Regions from separate parts of the Sus scrofa genome. Here region 1 is linked to region 2. Evidence: chromatin contacts called from public Hi-C data. All regions are on one chromosome and are shown on one strand. The core of a region is the stretch at or near the end of the contact, and the rest is flanking DNA. Distances in the headings are between cores, read along the strand shown. Region 1 holds the start of C17H20orf24. Region 2 overlaps LOC110257438 (a long non-coding RNA gene).

Region 1 (5,854 bases), core at 2,449-4,948, 63 kb after region 2:
AATACTGTATGATCTCACTTGTATGTAGACTCTTTCTTTGGAACTCATAGAAAAACAGATCAGACTTGTAGAGGCAGAGGGGAGAGGAAGAGGGAGATGGAGAAAGGTGGTCAAAAGATACAAACTTCCATCATAAAATAAATAAGTACTAGGTATGTAACATATAACACGATAATTATATAATACTGCCATACAATATTTGGGACAGAGTAGATCTTTTTTTTTTTTGGTCTTTTTGCCTTTTCTAGGGCCGCTCCCGCGGCATATGGAGGTTCCCAGGCTAGGGGTCTAATTGGAGCTGTAGACGCCGGCCTACGCCAGAGCCACAGCAATGCAGGATTCGAGCCGCATCTGCAAACTACACCACAGCTCATGGCAACGTGGGATCCTTAACCCACTGAGCAAGGCCAGGGACCAAATTCACAACCTCACGGCTCCTAGTTGGATTCGTTAACCACTGCGGCACGACGGGAACTCCTAGGACAGAGTAAATCTAAGCATTCTTATCACAGGAGAATTTTTTTCCTTTTTAATATTCTTCTTTCATTTTTACTGTCTCTACCTGAGAAGATGGATGTTAGCTGATCCTACTAGGGTAATCATTGCATGATATATGTAAATCAAACCATCTTGCTGTAGACTTTAAACTTACACAGTGATGTACATCAATTATTTTTCAACAAAACTGTAAAAACATTATTCAACATGATTTCCCCCCTCCTTCCCCAACTTGTGGCTTTATTCCTCACCATTAACTGATATGGTTTCATCTCCTCTAATGCTCTCTTCCCTTCCCCTCCTTCTTCCTCTTTTTTTTTTTCCTTTTAGGGGAGTGTCCTCAGCATACAGAAGTTCCCAGGCTAGGGGTTGAATCAGAGCTACAGCAGCCAGCCTGCACCATAGCCACAGCAACTTGGGATCCAAGCCTCATCTGTGACCTATACCACAGCAACGCCAGTTCCTTAACCCATGGAGCAAGGCCAGGGATCGAACCTATATCCTCATGGATTCTAGTTGGGTTCATCATTGCTGAACCACAATGGGAACTTCCTTTCTCTTCTTTTTTTTTTTCTTTTTGTCTTTTTAGGGCCACACCCTTGGCATATGGAGGTTCCCAGGCTAGGGGTCGAATTGGAGCTGTAGCTGCTAGCCTATGTCAGAGGCACAGCAACGCCGGATCCAAGCCGTATCTTCGACCTACACCACAGCTCACAGCAACGCCAGTTCCTTAACCCATGGAGCAAGGCCAGGAATCGAACCCTCAACCTCATGGTTCCTAGTTGGATTCATTTCTGCTGCGCTATGATGCAAACTCCATCCCTTCCTCTTCTTAACTCCTACTCTTCCCCTCAGAGTTCAGTCTTCCCTATTCCCCCAGATCAGATTCCCTGTTACAAACTTTTACCACCGGATCTCACTTGTATGAGTTTTTAGCAGACTAAAAAACTTACCTTTTCTGTCTTTGACCCAGGCTAAGTATTCTTCCAATATTCTATGATAGAATGATCAGTCTGTCTCCAACACTGCATGCCAGCAGGGAGTCTGTAAAACAGGTACGTGGCTTTTGTTTTTTGTAAAATAGGTTTTACACCAATGGTGCGCATCCAAACTGGGGTGAGCTGGTTAGGCTTTACTATAGTTTTGCATATGAGGGAAACTGGTTCAGAAGGTGGAGGGCTGATAAGAACAAGATCCATGCGAAAGTTAGGCTAAAGTTGTGTACCCATATCAGGTGTATGGCTGTCCTACCAGGTCCAGACAGAGTAGCGTCTGTTGCAGTGTGTATCATCTTTGGGATCCAGCTCCATTCTATTGAAACAGGATCTTAGGATTGGGTTGTGGTAGAAAACAACAGCTTATTCTGAAAAAGCTTCCTAGGAGATTCTGTTGTTTACCCAAGGTGGAGAACTACGTGTGAATGTTGACAGGTATGCAAAGGATGTCCTGACCTTAGTGATATTCTTTAAGACTTAAAGCCTAAAAATAAAATAAAATAAAATAAAACAAAACAAGAGTTCCCGTTGCGGTGCAGCAGAAACGAATTGGACTGGAAACCATGAGGTTTCGGGTTCGATCCCTGGCCTTGCTAAGTGGGTAAAGGATCCAGCATGGTGCAGGGTGCAGATGAGGCTCAGATCCCAAGTTGCTGTGGTGTAGGCTGGCAGCTGTAGCTCCTACTCAACCCCCAGCCTGGGAACCTCCATATGCCTTGGGTGCAGCCCTAAAAAGAAAAAAAAAAAAAAAAAAATCTAAGGTTGAGAATGCAGATTTTAGAGTTCCCGCTGTGATGCAGTGAGTTAAGAATCCCACTGCAGTGGCTAGGGTCGCTGCAGAGGTTCAAGTTTGATTCCTGGTCCAGCACAGTGGGTTAAAGGATCTGTCCTTTGCCACAGCTGAAGCTCAAGTCGCAGCTGCAGTTCAGTTTCAATCCCTGGCCCTCAAACTTCCAAATGCTGCGGGTCTGGCCCTAAAAAGAAATAAACAAAAAACCACAAAAAGGGTACATGTGCAGATTTTGAAGTCAGACAGACCCAGATATTAGTTGAGCAAGTTACTTTGATTCTATATACCCACCTCACTGGAATGAAGTGCCTTGTTACACAGCACAGCAAGCATGGCACCACCTGGTGGACTTATTGAAATGCCGATTGTGCACTCTGCCCCAGAATTTCCAATTAGTAGGTCCGGGATGGAGTCTGAGAATGTTTTGCTTTGTTTTGTTTTCCTTCATTTTGGGCTGCACCCACAGCATATGGAAGTTCCTGGGTTAGGGGTTGAATCAGAGCTGCAGAAGCCGGCCACAGCCACAGTCACACTGAATCCGAGCCACATCTGTGACCTATGCCTGAATTTGCAGCAAGGACGGACCTTCAACCCACAGCGCGAGGCCAAGAATCCAACTCACATCCTTCTAGGCACTGGTAGGGTTCTTAACCCGCTGAGCCAAGACGGGAACTCTGAGGTCTGATAATTTGAATCTCTAATCAAGTTCCCAGGCGATGCAGCTGCTGCTGCTCCAGAAAAACACTTTGTGAACATCTAACCAAGTCCATAGCGAGGACACAGTAGATGAATACTCAAATATGCTGATACCTAATAAAATACTCTTTCCACTTGCTCCTCTGCAGCTGGTTCCAACATGCTATACACAGTTTCAGAAAATCATTTCCCCTCTTTGGATCTCAAGGCATACATTTGCCAAAAGACGGTCCAAAAGAGGGTGCTAGGCATGAGGAGACCCCAACTTATTACAGAAAAATTTCTGAGTTAACTTCCCGAACAAAGTCCTATAGGACTTGCACGGTTAGGAGGGAAAAAAAGCAAGGGCTTAAATCCAGAAAAGCAATTTGTGGCTCCAGGGAAGCAAGGTTTGGGCTTTAAAAAGCGCCTTGGGGAATGAAGGGCTGCGTTCTGTCCTGCTGCTCCTGGGGTCAAGCTAAAGTGGATTGGGTGAGCCTCATGTCCAATCTCCGCTTTCGCCTCAGACGCCATTCCTCCGTCTCCATAGCGCCTCCTTGCGCTCGTGTCGCCGTCCCCACCAAGAGTGTCCCTTCCTTCTCCCTCTACCGCGCTGCTGGCGGAAATTTGTCATGACTGCCGCGCGTAGGGCGCTTGCGCCGAAGCGATAGCCCCTCCTCTTTCGCTCTACGGCTGCGCGGCCGTGTATTGGCTGCGTGGGCACGTCGGCGGGAGGACGCGCGGTGCTGCGTTGCTCCGCCCACCGACCTCCTGGTCTCGGCCGAGAGAGCAGAGCCGGGCTGCCTGGTTAGGTGCGGGCAGCCGCAGGCGCGCCGCCGAACACGTCCGCTGAGTGCCACCACCACCGCCCGGCGCCCCGTGACCCGTGACTCCAGACCCCGACCCCTTTTAGATCGGCCCGCGCGCCCCAGGCCCGGCCCGGGCGGCGCGACGGGAGGATGAGCGGCGGGCGGCGGAAGGAGGAGCCGCCTCAGCCGCAGCTGGCCAACGGGGCCCTCAAAGTCTCTGTCTGGAGCAAAGTGCTGCGGAGCGACGCGGCCTGGGAGGACAAGGTGCGGTGGGGCCTGGCGAGGGCGCACGTTCGAATAGTCAGCTGGGACTCGGGGACGAATGGACAGGCCCGAGCCTGCACCTGCCCGGTCCGGACGCAGTAGAGTGGTGGGGCATGTGGCCCAAGGGTGTCTGGTCGAACTTGGCGGACCCGAGCCTGACGGCTGGGCTCCGGGCTCACCACGGAGTGATCTAAGGGTGAAGTCTGCTGGGTCAGCAAGGAGGGGCCGGAGGAGTTGCCCCCGGTCCCACCTCCTCGGGCAGGTCGTGTGCCTGAGCAGTGGGAATGAGCTGAGTTCGATTAGATCTCCGCATTTTACTCCCAGTAGGATCTTGAGTAAGTGACTTATCTTCTCCAAATTAACTACTTGCTACCGTCGTTAGCACGAACAGTAACAGACTTCTACTGAATACTTGCTGTGTGTCAGGCGCACTCTGCATCATCTCATTCACGTCTCAGAACAACTGAGATGGGGTGCTGTGGTGCCTTACAGCTTTAGCACAGTGAAGCGTACTAAAGAGGAGCTGCCACTGCTTACTGAAAAAACCGTCCACTTAAATAAGGGTGAAGAGTTGAGAGGGGAGACTGAGAGCTTTCAGGGGTTGAGTGTGTTTGTGAGAGAGAGGGAGGGAGGGTGGAGGAGAAACCACCGCATGTATGTGAGAAATGTTTGGGAGACTTCGCAATGTCTTTACTGATCAAATACATTCGTAAGATCTGAGTGTAAACACTTCCCCAGCTCTGCTCCCTGGTGTAGAAGGAACCATCAGAAACAACTTGATTCCCATTATCCTGAAAAGAATGTTGTGTTTGCATTCTTTCCCTAGTTTTTTTGGACTGCAGAGGTAGGTATTTCTGGAAGAGGGGCAGGGTTGGGAGGCACTTCCTGAAGGTCCCTCTTCCTGTCCCCAGTCTGCTGAGCTCTCTGTAAAAACTTTCTACTTTGCTGTGTCATTTCTTTCTTTCTTTGTATAAGGACACATTTCTGCAGTCTAGGGCAGGTCAGAAGCCTGAGACTTCCATGTTCTTACATAAAAAATTAGATATGCTGGAGTTACTTTTGTGGCTCAGAGGAAGTGAATCCATCAAGTTTCTATGAGGACTTGGGTTTGATCCCTAGCCTCGCTCAGTGGGTCCTGGATCTGGCATTTCTGTGAGCTGTGGTGTAGGCCAGCGGGTGTAGCTCTAATTAGACCCCTAGCCTGGAAACTTCCAAATGCCATGGGTGCAGCCCTAAAAAGTAAAAAACAAACAAACAAAAAAAAACTTAAAATTTTTTTAAAAAATTAGACCTGCTTCCAGCACTTTTGTTTCTAATCTGTTCTCTTCTTTGTGACTTACTCAGAATGTAGTTTGTGGGAAGGTGATGCTGAATTGGTTAACAGTTAACCCTTCTGCCTGTGGAGTCTGTCCAGGTCTCCCCAGGTGACATAATAAGAGTTATTTATGACGGGTAGCTCAGTTACTATCACACTTTCATTTTTACAGCTTCTAAAAAAGGATAAATGATTTTTCTAAAATTTTTATTCAGAGCACATGCCCTGGAAGCCATCACTTAGGGTAACTAAATATATGTCATTTTTGATTGTTTGTGCCCATGGCATGTGAAAATTCCTGTGCCAGGGATTGAACCCTTGCCACAGCAGTTACCTGAGCCACTGCAGTGACAATGCTGGATCCTTAACCTGGTGAGCCACAAGGGAAGTCCAATATATCTTTTTTTTTTTTTAAACTACATTTTAGTATAAAAAGATGTGGAGGAGTTCCCGTCGTGGCGCAGTGGTTAACGAATCCGACTAGGAACCATGAGGTTGCGGGTTCAGT
Region 2 (5,815 bases), core at 778-3,277:
AATATGTTAGATTAGCGTTGGTCTAGGGCTGGCGCACAGAGGATGCAGAAAGAGAGTGAAATTATGATGGCTGCACAACTCTTTTGTTTTTTTTATATAATTGTTTTTTTTATATAATTTTTTCTTTTTTCCTTTTTTCAGCTGCTCCACAGCATAACGAGTTCCTGGGCCAGGGATCAGCAGCTACACCACCAGATGCTTTAGCCCACTGTGCTAGGCTGGGGATTGAACCTGCATCTGGTGCTGCAGAAACACCGCTGATACCATTGCACCACAGCAGGAACTCCCACAACTCTTTAAATCTGCTAAAATTAATTGAGCTATACACTTTAAATCGGTGAATTTTATGATATGTAAATTATATAACAATGAAGCTATTAAAACAAACAATAGCTAGCCAAAAAAAACCTCCTGGAGTTCCCTGGTAGTCCAGCAGTTAATGATTTGGCATTGCCACTGCTGTGGCTCCATCCCTAGCCCAGGAAAACTTCTGTATGCCACAGATGTAGCAAAACAAAACAAAACACCTCCTAAGCTAACATTTTTGTAAAGCTTGGTTTTGTTTTCCTCTTCAAAAATTAGCACTTTTTTTTTTTTTTTTTTTGTCTTTTCAGGGCTGCACCCACGGCATATGGAAGTTCCTAGGCTAGGGCTAAATCACAGCTACAGCTGCTGGCCTACACCACAGCCATAGCAACATCAGATCTGAGCTGCCACAGTGACCTTCACCAGAACTCACAGCAATGCCAGATTCTTAACCCACCGAGTGAGGACAGGGATTGAACCCCCGTCCTCATGCATACCAGCCCGATTCCTTACCACTGAGCCATGACAACTCCAAATAACTAGCCCATGTGAACTGTTAGACTTCTATTTCTTTATTTTCTTGATATTTCTGTATTCCTTTATGTTTACATAAGTCCCATTAGCTATGATAAACCAATCAGAACATTCCTTCTTCTCCCCCTTCTCCTCTTTTGGCTTTGCCTGTGGCATGGGAAGTTCTCCCAGGCCAGGAATCAAATCTGAGCCACAGCAGTGACAATGCCAGATTCTTAACCTGCTAGGCTAACCAGGGAACTCCAAAACAATCCTTCTTAAATGTAATAGATATGGTTCGACCTATTAATTATTTTTCTTTTTACAGCCACACCTGCAAGTTCCTGGGCTAGGGGTTACATTGGAACTGGAGCTATAGGCTTTCACCACAGCCACAGCAACACCAGATTCAAACTGCATCTACAACCTACGCCACAGCCTGAAACAACACTGGATCTTTAACCCACTGATCGAGGCCAGGGATCGAACCCGCATCTTCATAAGCACTAGTCGGGTTCTTAAGCCACTAAGCCATAATGGGAACTTAATTATGTATTAATGATACTATGGAGGTAAGAAAATATTTCAGACTCATATAAAAACACTGAAAACTGGAGTTCCCATCATGGCACAGTGGAAACAAATCTGACTAGGAACCATGAGGTTGCGGGTTCAATCCCTGGCCTTGCTCAGTGGGTTATGGATCCCACATTGCTGTGGCTGTGGTGTAGGCCGGCGGCTACAGCTCTGATTGGACTCCTAGCCCTAGGAGTGGCCCTAAAAAGACAAAAAGAAAAAAAAAAAAAAAAAAAAAAAAAAAAACACTGAAAACTTTCAGTTTCAGTTCAACAACCTCAGCCATGTGCCAAAGTAAACCAAAAAATACAAAAATCCACTTCTATTTCTCTATTTTCTCAATTGATTTGAGCTCACAAATAATAAGCAAACTATCAAAAAAAAAAAGACTAATAAATCAGATTCTCTCTCGTTTGCCACTGGGATAGAGACTAGACCCCCAATGTCCTGATAAAGATCAACAAACAGACCATAAAACTAACTGCCAATTGCTTCTGGCCACAGGAGAAACATCCTGGCCAAGAATTAAAACCAAAACACAGTCAGGAAACAAACAAAAAAGAAGAAAGGGAGGGAGAGAGGGAGAGGAAGGAAGGAAGGAAGGGGGAGGTTCCAGGTGGTCTCGTGGTTAGGACTCAGCACTTTCACAGCTGTGACCTGGGTTCAATCCCTGGGCTGGGAACTGAGACTCCACTTCAAGCTGCTGCACACTGTGGCCAAAAGAAAAAAAAGAAGGAATAAAGAAAAGAGAGAGAGAGAACAAAAGAAAGAATGAAAGAAGGATGGAAGAAAGAAGGAAGGAAAGAAAGAAAGACAGACAGACAGATGGTATGAGGTGAGAAAACAGAGAGTCAGTGAAGGTAAAGTTTTACTGATGCTTAAAATTCACTCCAGGGGCCAAAAAAAGGTGTGCTTTCAACTCCTCCCCTTCACAGAGAACAGGTTAACTAGCTCTGGCAGGTTAGTTAAGTCCACTGAGTGTCACGGTGGGATGTCCTCCGAAATTCAAAGCATGACGTTCAGTAAATTAGACATTGCACAGAACACCTAACCTGAATTCTCCACAAGTGTCAAGGTCATCAAAATCAAACTGACACATTTGGAAACAATCCAAATATCCTTCCAATGATAACTGGATAAATAAAATGTAGTTCACTCATCCAGTGAAATGCTATTGATCGATAAGAAGGAACCAACTGCCTCCTAAAACCCACACAACTGAGAGGTGGACTTCAGATGCATACGCTCAAAAAAAAAAGAAGCAGATTTGAAGAGTAATATACTGGAGTTCCCTTGCGATGCAGTAGGTTAAGGATCTGGCGTTGTCATTGCAGCAGCTCTGGTCACTGCTGTGGTGAGGGTTCAATACCTGGCTGGGGAATTTTCCCTGTGCTGTAGATGAGGCCAAAAACCAACATACTATATGATTCAACCTGTATGACAGTCTGAATATGGCAAAACTACAGGAGAGAAAAAACAGCTGAGAGATTGCCAGAAGCAAGGGGTGGAAAGAGAGACTGACAGTAAAAGGGTCAAGAGGGAATTGGGGTGGGGGGGGGCGATGGAACTACTCTCTGTCCTGATTATGGTGGTGATTATATGATTGTACATGTTTGTTAAAAGTCATTTTTTAGAAAGGGTGAATTTTGACTGCATTAAAATGAAACAAGGAATTAAAATCTAAAATAAGAACGAGCTATAGAATATATTCTATAGGCAAGAGAGCAAAGCATACACACAGGAGATTCACAAAAGGGAAATTTCAACTAACAAGGACAATACAGCAACCTCGCTGGTGTTCAGAAAGCAAAAACAAGAAAACACTTCATACTCCTCAGATATTACCAATCAGAGATATGGACAATACCGAACATCGGCAAACATGGGGAGAAAAGGGGATTCCTCCTATACTGGCGACAGGGACAGGCTGGCCCCCATGCATGAGAGCACTTGCCAGTTACCTAAGAATAAGTAAAGCCCCTCAGCAATTCCACACCTGGAAACATCTCCCAGAGAAACTGCACAAGCCCAGAAGGGGCAGGACCACATGTTCATCACTGCCAGCAGTTCTGATGAGAGCAGGCGTTGGAGGGAACCCACGTGCCTGTCTCGAGGAGAATAAGTGAAATGTGACAGATGTGTGCTGTGGAACACCATGCAGCACTCTGATGCAATAAACTCAACATTCATGCATCAATACAGACAGATATTAATGAAAACAATGTGTGTGAGGGAGGAGAAACAGAATGAGACCTAGCACCTAACTTAAACATAATTTCTTTTTCCTTTTCTTTTTTTTTGGGGGGGGGTGCACCCACAACATGTGGAAGTTCTTGGGCCAGGGATCAAACCCATGCCACAGCAGTGACAACCCCAGATCCTTAACCTGCTGAGCCACAAAGGAACTCCTTTAAGGTAATTTTAAAATGTGCAGAAGATTTTAAAACCAGCATAGGATTGTTCAAGAGATTGTTCAGACATTACCCAAGGATGACCCCTCAAAAAATTTTTAGGGTGGATTTGCAGAGTGGGGGAGGGGCACCAGAGCGGAGACAGGAAACAACACACGGGTGGTGGATGGCAGTGTGTCACCATGGGGACAGGGAGAAATAGGAGGTGGTGACCACTGGATTGGGAAAAGAGAAACCGTGGGACTAAAAAGAGTACCTGAAATTAACAAGGTCATACCTAGCAGACACATGATACATCTCCACAAGGAGAGGCGGGCAGTGAGATACACAAGAAATGAGTGCGGTTTATCTGAAGTTCAGAAGGAACCCTGGTCAGCTTAACCGATAAATAAGGAAAATCAAACTGTCTCAGGGCTGGAATAAGGGGCAGAGTGGGGAGAAAGATGCGGAGCCAGACCTGAAAGGACTTGAATGCCAGGTGGGAGCATCCTTTCTCCTGCTCGCACCCGCAGGGCACCAAGGGGTCTTTGCAGAATCTGGAGTAGAACTTGATCAGATTTGCCCATGAAAGAGCAATGTGGATGTAACTGAGGGGACTCTCCTGGAGACGGGGTACTGGGTACCAACAAGCATCTATTTAGAGCCTATTATGGGTGGTTTCAGGTTATTGAGAGAATCTAAGGGAACAAAACAGTTTATCATCCAGCAGGGGAGAGAAAGAGACAAACCACAAAACTAACAGTTACAATTTAGGTAAAGTGTGATGTAGCAAACAGATTAAGGCGGGGGTGTGGGAGGGAGACTAGTCTTGCGTGGTCAGGGAGAGCCTTCCTGGGAAGGTGATATTTAAGTTGAAATCAGGGGAAATGACAAGAGTTTTTTTGGTTTTTTTTGTTTGTTTGTTTTTTGAGGGCCACACCCATGGCATATGGAAGTTCCCAGGCTAGGAGTCAAACTGGAGCTACAGCTGCTGGCCTACGCCGCAGCCACAACTCGAGATCCGAGCCAAGTCAGCAACCTACACCACATGGCAACACCAGATCCTCGACCCACTGAGTAAGGCCAGGAATCAAACCTTCATCTTCACGGATACTAGTTGGATTTGTTTCTGCTGTGCCATAAGGGGAACTTCAAGAGTTATTTTAAAAACAAAAAAACAAAAAAACAAAAAAAAACCACCAAATGGACTAAGATGTGGTACATAAATACAATGGAACACTACTCAGCCATTAAAAAGAACAAGATAATGCCATTTGCAGCAACATGGATACAACTAGAGATTCTCATACTAAGTGAAGTAAGTCAGAAAAAGACAAATACCATAGGATATCACTTATATGTGGAATCTAAAATGTGGCATAAATAAACCTATCTACAAAACAGAAACAGATGCGTGGACATAGAGAATAGACTTGTGGTTGCCAAAGGAGAGGGAGGAAGAGGTGGGATGGATCAGGAGCTTGGGGCTGTGGATGCAAACTATTAGATTTAGCATGGATTAGCAATGAGGTCCTACTGTATAGCACAGGGAACTATATCCAGTCTCTTGGGATAGACTATGATGGAAGATAATATGAGAAAAAGAATGCATACGTATGTATGACTGGGTCACTATATGTACAGTAGAAATTGACTCCAAACTGTAAATCAGGGAGTTTCCATCATGGCTCAGCAGTAACCAGGATACATGAGGACGCAGGTTCCATCCCTGGCCCTGCTCAGTGAGTTAAAGATCCAGTATTGCTGTGAGCTGTGGTATAGGTTGAAGACTCTGCTTGGATCCCACATTGTTGAGGCTGTGGTATAGGCCGGTAGCTGTAGCTTCGATTTGACCCCTAGCTTGGGAACTTCCATATGCTGCACCTGCGGCCCTAAAAAGCAAAGAGAGAAAAAAAAAAAAAGGTAAACCAACTATATCCTAATAAAAATAAATTTTTAGGCATTCCCATCATGGCTCAGTGGTTAACGAATCTGACTAGGAACCATGAGGTTGTGGGTTCGATCCATGG

What was found. Hi-C and Micro-C count contacts between places; a contact is called where the count stands out from the background.
Region 1: a Hi-C map of retroperitoneal adipose tissue shows a contact between it and region 2, with 2.8 times the contacts expected there. The contact joins the promoter of C17H20orf24 here to the enhancer-like site in region 2. A contact is called at or near these places in 1 of 5 promoter capture datasets (liver), 25 of 47 Hi-C or Micro-C datasets (alveolar macrophages, blood, brain and 12 more) and 2 of 2 datasets of contacts at active chromatin or transcription factors (alveolar macrophages and skeletal muscle).

Annotation. Positions count from the first base shown.
Region 1 is chr17:39,865,151-39,871,004 of Sscrofa11.1, forward strand. C17H20orf24 reads left to right here and starts at 3,699. Exons shown (of 4, transcript XM_021077901.1): 1 at 3,699-4,031. The coding sequence starts at 3,918. LOC110257439 (a long non-coding RNA gene) reads right to left here and starts at 3,630. Exons shown (of 4, transcript XR_002340025.1): 1 at 2,575-3,630; 2 at 1,452-1,542.
Region 2 is chr17:39,803,429-39,809,243 of Sscrofa11.1, forward strand. All of the region lies in intron 2 of LOC110257438 (a long non-coding RNA gene), which reads right to left. Among named protein-coding and RNA genes, the nearest start is that of MYL9, 18 kb to the left of the region's middle. Within about 2 kb of position 2,028, at least 7 of the 83 cell types and tissues checked have an H3K27ac peak or open chromatin away from gene starts, as enhancers often do. A contact at or near this core is called in mesenteric adipose tissue and retroperitoneal adipose tissue, where this site is marked.